3 separate regions of the Mus musculus genome follow, and regions 1 and 2 are each linked to region 3. The links are chromatin contacts, called in public HiChIP or PLAC-seq and capture Hi-C maps. All regions are on one chromosome and are shown on one strand. The core of a region is the stretch at or near the end of the contact, and the rest is flanking DNA. Distances in the headings are between cores, read along the strand shown. Region 1 holds the start of Pla2g3 (phospholipase A2, group III). Region 2 holds the start of Cabp7 (calcium binding protein 7). Region 3 holds the start of Rnf215 (ring finger protein 215).

Evidence for each region. HiChIP or PLAC-seq counts read pairs in DNA pulled down with a chosen protein or histone mark. Capture Hi-C pulls out chosen DNA fragments and counts their contacts.
Region 1: a contact with region 3 is called in an H3K4me3 HiChIP or PLAC-seq map of embryonic limb bud, with 5 times the contacts expected there. The contact joins the promoter of Pla2g3 here to the promoter of Rnf215 in region 3. A contact is called at or near these places in 1 of 39 promoter capture datasets (embryonic stem cells) and 1 of 115 datasets of contacts at active chromatin or transcription factors (embryonic limb bud).
Region 2: a capture Hi-C map of embryonic stem cells shows a contact between it and region 3, with 4 times the contacts expected there. The contact joins the promoter of Cabp7 here to the promoter of Rnf215 in region 3. A contact is called at or near these places in 3 of 39 promoter capture datasets (embryonic stem cells and neural stem cells), 2 of 484 Hi-C or Micro-C datasets (both in embryonic stem cells), 1 of 115 datasets of contacts at active chromatin or transcription factors (stem cell-derived neural progenitor cells) and 1 of 9 other capture datasets (embryonic stem cells).

Annotation. Positions count from the first base shown.
Region 1 is chr11:3,485,597-3,489,978 of GRCm38.p6, forward strand. It overlaps Pla2g3 (phospholipase A2, group III), which reads left to right and starts at 2,631. Exons shown (of 7, transcript NM_172791.2): 1 at 2,631-3,257; 2 at 4,166-4,298. The coding sequence starts at 2,756.
Region 2 is chr11:4,745,582-4,749,958 of GRCm38.p6, forward strand. It overlaps Cabp7 (calcium binding protein 7), which reads right to left and starts at 1,598. Exons shown (of 5, transcript NM_138948.4): 1 at 1,038-1,598. The coding sequence starts at 1,146. It overlaps Gm35102 (a long non-coding RNA gene), which reads left to right and starts at 245. Exons shown (of 4, transcript XR_003949631.1): 1 at 245-997; 2 at 1,737-1,904; 3 at 2,191-2,243; 4 at 2,348-4,377.
Region 3 is chr11:4,132,421-4,136,833 of GRCm38.p6, forward strand. It overlaps Rnf215 (ring finger protein 215), which reads left to right and starts at 2,740. Exons shown (of 9, transcript NM_027859.3): 1 at 2,740-3,143; 2 at 3,394-3,537; 3 at 4,140-4,211; 4 at 4,292-4,377. The coding sequence starts at 2,853.

The DNA.
Region 1 (4,382 bases), core at 1,381-3,880, 650 kb before region 3:
GAGCACTGACTGTTCTTCCAGAGGTCCTGAGTTCAAATCCCAGCACCCACATGGTGGCTCACAACCATCTGTAATGGGATCCAATGCCCTCTTTCGAAGGCAGCTACAGTGTACTCATATTAAATAAATAAATACATACATACATACATACATACATACATACATACATACCAAAAGTGATGGTGTGTACACTGATGGTGTGTATGGCTAACAGTGTGCACAGTGGTGGTGTTCACAGTGAGGGTGCACACAGGATAATCTCAGCATTTGAAAGGCTAAGGCAGGAGGATTCCAAGCCTAACACTAGCCTAGGCTAGAAATGACCCCACTTAAAAAAGAAAAGAGGGGGAGAGGGACAGGGTGATACAGACAGGAAGGAAAGAGCTTTCCTGGATAGACATCCTCTCCTTATTCCCTGCTGTGACTCAGTCTCCATCCCAGGTTGGTGGAAGCTCAGAGAAAAGCTCGCTCCCCATCCCGGGTCTTATCCACTCATTTTGGACCCTCTGTCTTCTGAGGGACACACTGATGAGAAACAAGGTACATCTCCTGTCCCATAGACTGACCGATGTGTCCCCCACGTGGAGTCAGAAGAGAAACAGTGAGTGCCTGCCTCCCTTGCAGTCTGTTGCCACCCTAGCCTGCCTTCCCATGGGGTGGACAGGAAGAGATCTCAAAGATCCTCCCTCAGAACCTGCCTCTACAGAGGAGAAAAACAAAGACCTGAAGAGGACAAAGTTCCCTAGTGAGGCAGCGCCCTGGCCACAGTCCCTCCCACAGTCCCTGTCCCAAACTGGGTAGATATAGATTCAGAGGCCCCCAAACCTTAGGGTTTGCTTTCTCCTAGTTAGGCTGCTTCCTGCTACCCTGGGGTGTTAGTGAGTGTTTTCACAGCGGACGGACGCTATGCTTATGGTAAGAGTCTTACCTAATGCCTGTGAGTAACAACAGGGATCAGGAACGTCCCGGTCATGCAGAAGAGGAAGCTGAGGGCCAGAGCTGTAGGTTTCTAAGGCCAGGCTCACACTGTTCCAGTTGGGTCTGTCTGATCTTTCCAAAGCTGGGCTCTTGATGTGAGTCCATCCAGCCTTCCCAGTGAAGGGCAAGGAAGGCTGTGGAATGTGGAAAAGGGAGCCGAGCTGGATGGCAGGTCCTACGACAACAGCGAATACCACTACTGTGCTTTTTTTAAAACCTTGGCTTGTGCCCACACCCTCTTCTCTCACTGCCACCACATCTTTCTCAACCTCAGGAGAGGGGTTTGGCACCTGGGTTAAATAATTCTCTTTTCATTAATCCTCGGCTATTACCTCCAGGTCAGGGCTAGTTCTGAAGCCACAAAGATAGGCCTCATGGCTGAAGCGGACTCTCTGCTCCCTTCCTACACTGGCTCTGCCTCTGCCTCGACGGGACTTGACTTCCTGCAGAGTGTAGCATGGCAGCTGAGGGGGACTGCTCCAGCTAGCCCCAATTTGCGCCTTTAAACTCTCTCAGCCCTGTGGGGACCTGAGTGTCGTTTGAATTATTTTTACATCACTCTGGGGCTTCAGTTTCTTCCTATCTTGACTGTTGTTGTTGTTGCTGCTGCTGCTGTTGTTGTTTGTGTGTTTGTTTTTGAGACAGGGTTTTTGTGGCTTTGGCTGTCCTGGAACTCATTATGTAGACCAGGTTTGCCTTAAACACCGAGATCTGCCCACCTCTGCCTTCTAAGTGCTGGGATCAAAGGTGTGCACATAACAGCCAGCTGGGCTCAGTTTCTTCATCTATATAATGGGTATAACTACTAGCTTCACCAGATGGTTGGAAGCAAAATAACACATCAGCTTGGGGACATGGGAAACAGTGCTGAGTATAGCCCCCTCCATGATACAGAGACGTAAGCCTCTTGGGGGGGGTGGGACACATGATTCCTTCTGGGCGTCATACTCCAAGAATAGAAGGACCTGGCCCCCTGAGCCATTTTATACTTATTTGGGGACCTTATCTTTTAAATCCCCAGTGCCAGTCCTGCTCCAGGTTACTATCAGGTCCTACTCTGGTTATGTATCCCAACCATCAGACAGGAGTATGGCGTTGGACCAGACCTGTGCTGGAAGTCGCAGGGATCCTGTGGCACTCTCTTTGGAGAATCCCAACAGCCTTTCTCAGAACCAGGACTTGCAAAGAGCACCAGAATCAACCTTCTTTTCCCAGAAGATTTGGGAACTCCCAAGGTGGGCTCCAGAGCCCCAGCCGTGCCCTGGCCTCTTTCACCCGCCCTAACTGAAGTCCATGGCCTCTTGCCAATCTCATAGACTTGGGTGTGGTAGTTGCAACTGGGTTAGGAGTACAAGGACAGGTTCTGGAGGTCTCCTCTAAGTCCCTGAACTCTCTTCTGGCTCCAAAGGGGATAAAGCTCCCCCTTGACCTCCCTCCTCCATCCTCACCCTCATAGTCCAAGGCTTTGGCTCCCACAGATGCTTCCAGGGCAGCCCGGGGCAGGTGACTGGACAGCTCCGCGGACACGATGAGTGGAGGCGTGGGCTCAGCAATGCATCCCTCAGCCAATCAGCAGCCTGCCCAGCCGGTGGATTCGGTTACAAGCCCAATATCACCCCATACACCAGCCTTCCTCCTCCTCCCTAGGCTCCATTCATTGGCCCTGACACCCAGGGGCTGCTGGGCATCGCTTCCGCTGGAGCCTCAGCAGCTGCCTCAGGGGCAGTCAAAGGCAGGCATCCCGGGGCTTTGTCTGACCAGGCTGGACTAGAGTAGAATGGGGGTCCTGGGGGTACTTCTAGGAGTGCTGGCTTTCCTAGAGGGCTCCCATACCCGTCACTGGGACAGTACCTCCTGCCATTTGGTCCAGCCCATCCCTGGTAACCCTCTGGGCTCCCTGAGCTTCTTGGGCAAAGATGCCCAAGGCCTGGCATTATTCCAGGCCTTCTGGGATACACACCACAGGCTGCAGGTTTGTATCAGGCAGGATGAATCTGAACTTATCACAGCGTTCAGGGCCCTCTGTGCTCATGAGCCTTTGCAGCACTCCTTCATCCAAACCCCTGGACCTGCGCTGCAGAGAGCACTGGCCACTCTGCAGAGCCAGTGGGAGGCATGTCAAAGGTCTCAGGATAGTCCTACAGGAGCCAGGGAGAAGCGAGCAATAGAGCAGAGTGGAGCACCTGACAGAGAGCACCGTCGAAGGAGGAGAGGCTGGACCATTCCTGGCACGCTGTGGTGCGGTGTTGGGAACTCTGCTGAAAATGCCTCAGAACTGGGTGAGCCCCCGGGGTTTGGGTAGGTGTATGGTATGTATATGTGGGGTGGGGTGTTGGACTCCAGCCTGGCTCCCATTCTTCCAGGCTGTGTTATTGGAGAAGTGACATAGGCACTTTAACCTCATTTTTTAAATCTGTAAAATGGGTATGAATATGAGTAGCTCTTCATGAGACACTTAAGTGACGTCATGGATGTGAAAGGTCTTACTCAAACCCATGAATCACTCGAGGGAGGAGGTAGATTGAGGAGGATCCAGATTCTACTGCTCTAAACAACCTCTACCCATGAGGTTCTTCAGTGGCAAGAGCTCCAAAGACCTGGGTACAGCTCAGCATATTCAAGCTGACACTTCTTGAAGCTCCAAGTTCCTTATCTAGAAGATAAAGAGCCACTTCCCTTTGGGGGCTGCTGTGAACTCCGCTCATGTAAACATCACAACAAAGGGCGCCATTGCTCGAACTGTGGTTGAATGCTGTATATCTGCAAGGAATGCTGCTGGAGGACTAGGCTTGAGCAGGCAGGATGGCATCTTGGCCACCCAAGATGTTCTTGCTGTGCCAGAGGAAAGACTGTGCCTGGCCTGACTATCATTCCATAACACACACTTTCATTATCTGGAGTTTTATTTGGGTGTGAGCTTGGGAACTCTGTGAGTCAGCTCTGAGGAAGACAAGTCCAGAAGCTGGTGGGTGGGCTCCCTTGTTTGGACCAGGCAAAGGAGGCTGCCAGCCTGTGGTCTTCTCTGAGAACTCTGGAGCTGTGAGGGCCCTGTATCTGGACAACAAGCGCCCTGCCCTGGCCATGAGCTGGACTGCGGAGGGCCGTTTGCTATACAAGGTAGGCATATATGAGCTGCTTCACAGCATCCAGGCCCCTGCTCCACTTTGTTCCCTTTCTCTCCATGCAGGCGTGTTCCACGGCCCTGACCTCTGCTGCCGGGAACACGATCAGTGCCCACAAACCATTTCGCCCTTGCAGTATAACTATGGCATCCGAAATTTCCGCTTCCACACCATCTCTCACTGCGACTGTGACGCCAGGTTGGCAGCAGAAAGAGAGGGCCTGAGGCTCGGGGACAGAGTAGAGTTACCCGGTTCTTGGGTCTAGGCACCAGGGACCCAGAG
Region 2 (4,377 bases), core at 348-2,847, 610 kb after region 3:
TTTCCTATGTTGGTCACTCCAACTCACTCCTATGAGCCCAAGTGGGACCCCAAAGCTGAGACCCCTTGACTACAGAGACCGGAGACAGGCCCATCATCTGGGTAATCTCAACCCCTCCCCCAGCAGCCGACAAACACCCTAAGGGACCAAGACTCCCATCAGCTCAGAGTCTCCGACTCCACTCCATATGGGGCCTCAAGAGGCCTGGGGGGAGGGGAATCTTGAGCACACCCCCGCCCCCAATCTCAGCAGAGAAAAAGCTAGGAAGGCCCCAGGGGTCTCACTGCGCCCCAGGACACTCAATCCAGGAACCCCAGCCTCGGCCTGCTGCTCTGATCTTCAATAGCCAACTGCCTGCGTGCGGTCCCTATTCCCGAAAGGCACGGGGACTAGGGTCGGGGGGAGGTTTAGGTTCCGGCCTCTGCCTTTCCTTCCAGGCTTTTGCTATCGCGACCGAGCCTCCCAATCCGGCCACTTGTTGTCGCCAACGCCTCCCAGCTGCCTCGGCAGCGCACGGGTGGGGGGTCCCTCGCAGGGCCGCAGAAGGGGATGGGGGTAGCCCTGCACCCAGCAAGAGCGGGGCAGTCGCCCTCTCTCCCCTTCTCCCACTGCCGGAGCAGATTGGATTCTCAACGCGACACGAGCGGAATGTCAATAGGAGCGCAGAGCCACGGGCGGGCGCCGCGGAAGGGATCAGGATGCGGACGCTCCGGTGGCGGGCGCGGGGGGCAACAGCTCGGACTCTCCACTTCAGCCCCCGCCGCCTTGCCGCACCGTCACCGCCGGCCACGCGGCCCAGTGACCCCGCTGCGGGGCCCCGCAAGTTTCCGCAGCGCTGGGGGCCACGCGGGCAGGGGCCGGGCTGCTCCTGCGCCGCGGCGACCCCCACCGCGGCGCCCGGGGCCACCCGGCCGTCCCGCCTCCCGCGTAGCCGCTCATCCGAGTCGCGCAGCAGGGTCCCGGGCTCCCCGGGCCAGCGCGGCACCAGGGCGCACAGGTAGGAGGGCTCGTGGCAGGGGTCCCGGCAGGGCACTCACCCTCTAGCTCGTCCTCAGGGATATCCACCGGGCGCTGCTCCGACAGCAGGTTGGGCACGGTGTAGATGCCCCGGTACATCAACGCCGCCGTCACCGGGTGGAACGGCATCTTGGAGGCTCCGCGCCCGCCCGCCCGCCGCAAACTTTGAGGCCGGGGCTCATGGGCCGCCGGCGGCCCCGGGGGCGGCTGGAGCGGGCGGTGCGCGCGGTGCGGCGCGCAGTGGCGGCGGCGAGGCAATGGGCACCCGTCCGGGACCTAGCGCCCCTGCGCCCCGGGCTGTCGGGCCATGCCGCCGGCTCCTTCGTTGGGATCCCGGCCGGGGGCTCGCAGGGATGGCGGGGGCGGCGCCGCTCCGGCCTCTTGGCTCGGACCGCTGCGCGCTGCGCTCCCTCCGCGCGCTCCGCGTTGCTCGCCGCCCGCTCGTCCGCTCGCTGGTGCGGCTGCCCGACCCGCCGCTCCGGCTCCCGCCGCTGCCGCCACCGCCGCCGCCGCCACCGCCGCCGCCGCCACCGCCGCCGCCGCCGCCGCCTGCACTCCTCACTCGCTCGCTCGCTTGCTCTGTGCGGCGCTCGCCGCGCTCCCGCCTCCCCCGCCCGCCCCTCCCGCCCCCGCCCCTTCCCGCTGCCGGCCCCTGAGCGGCCACCCCAAGCCCTCCCGGGCGCCTTCTCTGGTTCTCCCCGACTCTGCTTTTCCCCCAGTCTGCTTCGGATTGCTGTCTCCCGCACCCCACGTTAGCAGCCAGCAGGACCCGGGTGGTGTGGACCAGGGGTGGAGCCGTTCCTTGTACCCCCTATCCCACCTGCCTCCACTAACCCTCCCCCAGCGAGAGCGGAGAGCTGAGAACTAACGACTAGAGACCCAGAAAGGTGAGGTTGCTCCAGGCGCGAGGGTCCTCAGGACCAGTAATCCTCAAGTTGGTGCCAGGAGAGGCTCCAAGGTGGGGAAACTGAGGCTTAGAAAAGGACATTGGCCAAGGTCACCAGGCAGGGCCAGCAGGCAGAGGCCAAGCACAGATCTGCAGGAGACTCCGCTGGCCTGTGGCTGACACCAGCAGTTGACTTGATCCCACAAAGGGCTGTTGTCCTGGCTCCTTCCTGAGCCCTTGCCTCTCAGTTTGCAGAGCAGGAGCCAAGGTCTGTCTCATGTCCCCAGGGGCCATGAGGAGGAGGCAGACGACCCAGAGCCTGTTGGTCACATGGCTGCAGGTTAGACCTTCCTCCGGTCCTTAGCATGTGTTCTATGGGGGTGGGGGTAGGTGTCTGGAGGGGGGGGCAGCATGTGCATGCGTTTCTCTTCATCTTTCGTTCAGGACACTGTGAAGATACGTTTTCAAACCCACTTGCAGATGAGAGTGTTTGAACTGTGCACGGCCACCTACATGTGAGCTGTGAGCTGGCAGCGAAGGGCAGAAGCCCGGAAGCAGGTGTGGGCAGGTGCGAAGGCCCTTGGGCTGGGAGTGCTATGCGTATCCGAGCACAGATGTGTGTGTCTCCGTGTACAATTATGGGATCTGGTGAGCCCCTGGCCTGGGTGGGCCTCAGCTGGCCTCAGTCTCATTCCTGGAACCCTCATCTGAACTATCTCCCTGCCCCCTTGGGTCCAATCAGCCAAAGGCCCCAGCAGGAAAGCTGATTGCCACAGCCTGGCCATGCCCTTCCCTGGCTGATTACATTTTTCTGCTTGTTTCTGCTTTTGTCGCTGATTAATCATAGCCCTGTCTTGGCGCCGGGAGAGAGGGGCTCAGTGAGAGACAACACCCCCAGCCACCCTGGGCCAAGGCAGGCCTGAACCTTTAGGACTTGTCTAGGGCTCTGGGTTTCTCATAGGCATGTGAAACCTGTAGAGAAGCCAGACAAACCCTGGCTCCCATCTGAATGTCTGTTCCAGGCTTCTGGCCAGTTGCTATCTATTCAGACCTATAGTTGGAGTCGTAAGAGCCCCTGAGAAGCACCCATCCCCAAAGCTCTTCTTGCGCACTTGAGCATCCATCAGGTCAGCTGGGTGCTTATGCTCCTTTAAGATTTCTGATAGAACAGAGCTGTGACGCAGGAAGAACTAGCCGCCAACCCAGCGAGCCCTGGGCTCTTGCATCTACCACCTTGTTTCAATGGGACCTTAGCCATACCCCTTAACCTCTCAGGGCCTCTATGTTATTTCCTGGGCAGAGGTGAGGATGAAGCGACTTAACATGGAAGGTGCCTGATGATGCGCCCTGAATCTCTTGGGAGTTTCCCATTAGTATGGGAATTCTTCCATGGGAATAAGAACAGTCACTGGGGGGTGTTGTAGGGGTGATCTGCAAGCACCTTACTTGCTAAGCCTTTCCAGACAGTTTGCTATTGGGCTAAGGGAGAGAGCTGGAGTCTGCTATCAGACTGGCAGGAAACACTCTCTCTTGGAGCGTTCTTGGGAGGCTTCCCTGAAGCCTAGCTGCCCAGCCAGGGAAATCTCAAAAGAAGGGGCAAAAAGAAATCAAGAACTAATCAAGTGGGAATCCTTCACAGACCAGGCCCTGGGAGTCTGCTGAAGGTACAGGTGTCCCTGGATTCAGGGGCTGCCCCCACCCCGGACATTAACCTTGGTCCGAATCCAAAGGGTCAAGGTGTCCAGTCATGTGACCAGGGTACTCCCCAGGGCAGGTAGCCTCCAGATCAAAGTGGCAGATAACGAAAGATAGCTTTAGTATCATAGTTTACCACACTCTCTAGGGTCATCTTTGACATTTCAGTCCCCTGGTGACTCAAAGCTGGTCCCTCTTCTCTCCCCTGAGGCAAAGCCACAGCCCAGGACACTAGCTATTGACACAGTGGGCCACCTCTTAACACTGTTTCTCACACTAGCAGCTATACCTGTTCTGCTTTGTCTGCTGACAGGGGACATAGAACATCCCTGGGCTATGCAAGCCACCTGCCTAGTCCCTCTCCTCAATGCCTTGCTCCCATTTACGGGTAGGGGCATGCCTGCTGAGGGAGCTGTAGGGACCAAATCCAGCTGCAGAGCCCTTTGAGGAAGAGCTGGAGTTGAGAACCCAGGCAGAGGCAGGAGGTCCTGAAACCAAGCTCTGGGACATGCTGGCCCTCACCCATCTTCTAGACTATGGAATCCTGGCTGCCTCTAGGAACCAGTCAACCTCCTCCACCCTCCAGTGCTGTGTATGACATTTAGTGTCCTCCCTGAGCCTCAGCTTACTTGTTTATTAAATGGGAGAGCATCTAAGTGCATGCGGGACAGTCAGGCTCTGTATGTCACACATGTGGGGTAGGGAACATGGTGGCTCTTTATCTCATCAAGCCAGGAGAAGTCTGCTGTGGAGTGAAGTGGTTCGAGATCACTCTTAGC
Region 3 (4,413 bases), core at 1,490-3,989:
TTTGTTTGTTTGTTTGTTTGTTTGTTTTTTTGGTTCATGTACATGTCTTCCTAGCTGGATCTCCACTCATACACTGAGGCAGGTCTTTCACTTGGACTTGAGCTAGCTAGCTTAAGGGGTTCTCTGTTTCCAGCTTCAGGAGCTGGGATTATAGCCCAGTGGCCACCTAATATTTAAACCAGTGTTTAGAGGTGATCGCTGGTTCCCACACCTGCACCGCAGTCTCCCCTGCTGAGTGGTCTCCCCAGCCCTTCTTTTGCCTTAGTGTGCTATTTTTCACTTTATCGTGGGCACATTATTTATTTTTAAATACTATTTATTTATTAATACTTTTTGTCCAATAGGGTTCCTATAGCTGTGATAAACACCATGACCAAAAGCAACTGGGGAGGAAAGGGTTTACATGGCTCTCACTTCCACATCATAGTCCCTCACTGAAGGAAGTCAGTGCAGGGATCTGGAGGCAGGAGCTGATGAGGAGGCTATGGAGGGATGCTGCTTACTGGCTTGCTGGCTTGCTCCACATGGCTTGCACAGCCTGCTTTCTTAGAGAACCAAGAACCCTGAGGTAGCACCACCCACAATGGACTGGGCTCTCCCCTGTCAATAAAGAATGAAGAAAATGCCCTACAGCCTGATCTTATGGAGGCATTTTTGGGAGTGGGGGTTAAGATGGGGTTTCTCTGCATAGCCCTGGATGCCCTGGATGTCCTAGAACTCACTCTGTAGACCAGGCTGGCCTTGAACTCAGAGATCCAGCCGCCTCTACCTCCTGAGTGCTGGGATTAGGGTGTGGGCCACCATTGCTTGGCTTGGAGGCATTTTCTTAACTGAGGTTCTCTCCTCTCATATGACTCCAGCTTGTGTCAGGTTGATATAAAACTGCCCAGCACATTTTTATATCTAGTTCTGCATGCAAGGAGATCGCATGTATCATGGCACATGTGTGGAAATGTACGTCAAAATATGGATGTGAGTGGGGGAATGTCAAGTCATGGGTGAAGGCCAAAGGACACTGCAGGAGTTGGCTCTCTTCTTCTGTCATATGAGTCCCAGGGATAAAACACAGGCCCTCAGGTCACCAGGCTTTACCCACTGAGACATCCTACCAACCCTATTTTCTATGTAAGAACTTTTTTCATTTTTATTTTATTCTATGAGTGTTGGCCTGCTGCACAGGCATGAAGTGTACCATACACATGCAGTAGCCTACAATGGCCAGAAGAGGGCGACAGATCCTCTGAGACTCTCAAGCAATTGTGAACTCGCAGTCCATGTGGGTGCTGGGAATTAAACCCAGATCTTCTGAAAGAGCAGCCAGTGCTCTAATTACTGATCCATCTCTCCAGTTGCTACACACGTCATTTAACATCTTTTTTTTTTTTTAAAGAGGGTCTCACTGTATAATAGGCTGGTCTCAAACTCCTGCTTTACCCTCCCAAGTGCTGGGATTACAGGCATGCCCATCATAATGTAGTTTTTCTGTCATTAAAAACAAACAAGCCGGGTGTGGTGGCGCACACCTTTAATCCCAGCACTTGGGGGGCAGAGGCAGGAAAATTTCTGAGTCGGAGGTCAGCCTGGTCTACAAAGTGAGCTCCAGGACAGCCAGGGCTACACAGAGAAACTCTGTCTTGAAAAAACAAAAAAACAAAAACAAAAACAAACAAACAAAAAAAACAAGACCAAAAAAACAAACAAACAGCTCTCAAGCACTTGAAATCATCAAAATCGTGTTCTCTATTAAAATGTTAAAGTTGTATTTGAGTCTTTAATTCACATGGTTTTCCTTATGCACGGTGCAGTAGGGGTCCAATTTCACGTCTTTTCCCGGTGGTACCTAACTTTGTTGTGATTTAGCAAAGAGCAAGCCATAGCACCTCCTCCCAGGTCCCCAAGTGCAATACCTCCTCTGACAACCAATTTTACATATGTGCTGACTGATTTTATGTCAATTCCCTGTTTGCAGGCCAGCCGAGCTTCTTCTCTACATCTCTGTCTCCTTCTGGGAATATTTTAGTCATTGCATCCTGGTGGCTAACCAGGTTTCTATTTTCTGTAGATTTTAATATTTTATTACAAAGTGGGAGGGGGTGTTGCAGCTCATTAGCTCTTTGCCCTTTTATCAGGGTACAATTTGTAAAAGGCTCAGGTTTCAGATTGAGCCAGCTACCAGCAACCACAAACCTCTGGGCTGAAGGACAAATTTTCGGACAAAAGCGGAACCTTCTCATTCCAGTAAGCACTGGCGATCATGTTAGAAGCAAGGCAGTGCAGGTTTAGATCAAGTCCATTTTACAGGCGAGGACAGCCCAGTGCTCCGTGCCACTATGGCTCTGCCTGGTTTGTACAGCTTCGTGTGCCCAGCCCTCCTCCCTGCTCCTTTAAAACCATGGCCTCAGTCTCCCCATCTGCTTTCTGTGATTCTCTGCAGCCTGCTCGCTGATCCCATGAAAGAACACTGACCCAGAGGAGGATGAGACATAGCCTTGACAACACCGTAGGTCAATCAGCCCAGACCCTTATACCTCCCTCGCCCCTACATTTCTCCAATCCTGAGACAACCGCACCTATCTCCACTGACAGACAACTTGGTGAGCTCTCCAAGGCTCTAAGGTATTTGCTCCATCGCAGCTCCTCAGGCCTCCTACATTAGGTTTCTCAGGAGCCACCAGGAGGCGCTCTCGCTGTCAAGCACCAACTCAGCCCCCCCCTCCCCGCACCGCCCCCTCCGGCTGCGGCCCCGCCCCTCCCGGTGCCGAGCCCCGCCCTGTCCGGCGCGGCCTGGCTCACTCTGTTCTCCCGGTCCCCGGGACCTTAGACTACGGCCTCGCCACCTCTCCGGTCGGATCATGGGCTCTGCCGATCGCCCCGCGCTGAGGTCGCCTTCGTTGCCGCCCCCTCCCCCATCGCCGCCGTCGCCGCTGCTGCTACTGCTGCCTCTGCTGCCTTTGTGGCTGGGCCTGATGGGCCCGGGAGCGGCGGCGGACGGCAGCGAGCCGGCGACCGGGGAGGGACGGGGCGGAGCCCGCTCAGTGCGAGTGGATGTGAAACTGCCGCGGCAGGACGCCTTGGTTTTGGAGGGCGTCAGAATCGGTCCGGAAGACGGTCCGGAACCTCTGCTGGGTGGCCGCCTGCTGCTGGTGAGCTCAGCCCCGCCTAAACTTGCCATGACCCTCGGATAGACCCCGCTGTCTTCATCCAGAAGCTAGCCCTTGACAGCCCAGAATGCTACTACTTCCCAGCCTTCAGGAGTTGGCAAACCTGACAGCCACATGCCCCTTCCACACTCATTCCCGTACCCGTACCCTGACCTTGCGTGCTTTGTGGCAGACCCGGGCTGCCTCTTCTATTCCCCTTGCCTCCTTCTTTTCATGGCTCCTCGTTACACAGATGGATGTCGTGGATGCTGAGCAAGAGATACCCGTAGATGGCTGGATTGCAGTGGCATATGTGGGCAAAGAGCAGGTCGCCCAGTTCCACCAAGAGAATCAAGGCAGTAGCCAGAAGGCATATCCCAAGGCTCTGGTCCAGCAGGTGCAAAGGGTGTTTGAGGGAAGGGGAGAAAGAAAATGCATTCGAAACATCTGCTAGAGCCAGGCTAACAGGTGGCCTATGAGGAGCCTTTCCAGAGAAGCCCTGGGCCCGAGTGGGTCAGCAAACACCAGTATGGAGCATCAAAGCAGTGTGATGGGGAGGAGGTGGAGAGACTTGCTGGGGAAAGTGGACCTGCTCTGGTGATAGGAGCTGGCAAGGGTGGAGAGCTGCTTTGCTAGGACTAGGGCCAATGAAAAGAATTTTGGATCCTACAGAATGAAAGGAGCATAAGTTTCTCACACACATGATAATGTACAAATTTCTTAAAATCAAGAATATTCTTTATGTAACTATGGTGTAGGAAAGTTAGCATCTATAAAATGTTGTGATCTATGTTCCATAACTAAATATTGCCTTAGTCCACAACCATCGTGTGTTGCCTTTGGCTGTCATTATCTCTTCGGCCTCCAAAACCATCCCTTAGCTTTGGCTTGACTTCAGGGAGCTTATAGCTAGTCTATCCAGATGTCGGGCTCCTGAGAGCTGGGGCCGTGGGTAAGGCAGGTGTGTGACAGCCTCCCACCTTCCGTCTTCCCTTGCAGATGCGTCGAGCCCTTTTCCTGGGAGCCTCTGCCCTGCTTCTCCTCATCTTAAACCACAGTGTGGTCCGAGAGGTAACCTGGCTTGGACTGTGAGGGTGAGCAGGTGAGGGGACAGGGGCCGGAAGCCTGCTGACCCTGCCTGTCTCCTGCAGCTGGATGTATCCCAGCTTCTGCTGAGGCCAGTGATTGTTCTCCATTACTCCTCCAATGTCACCAAGCTGTTGGAGGCCCTTCTGCAGTGAGTTCCGTTTGTTCTGGGTGGTCTGATGCCTGA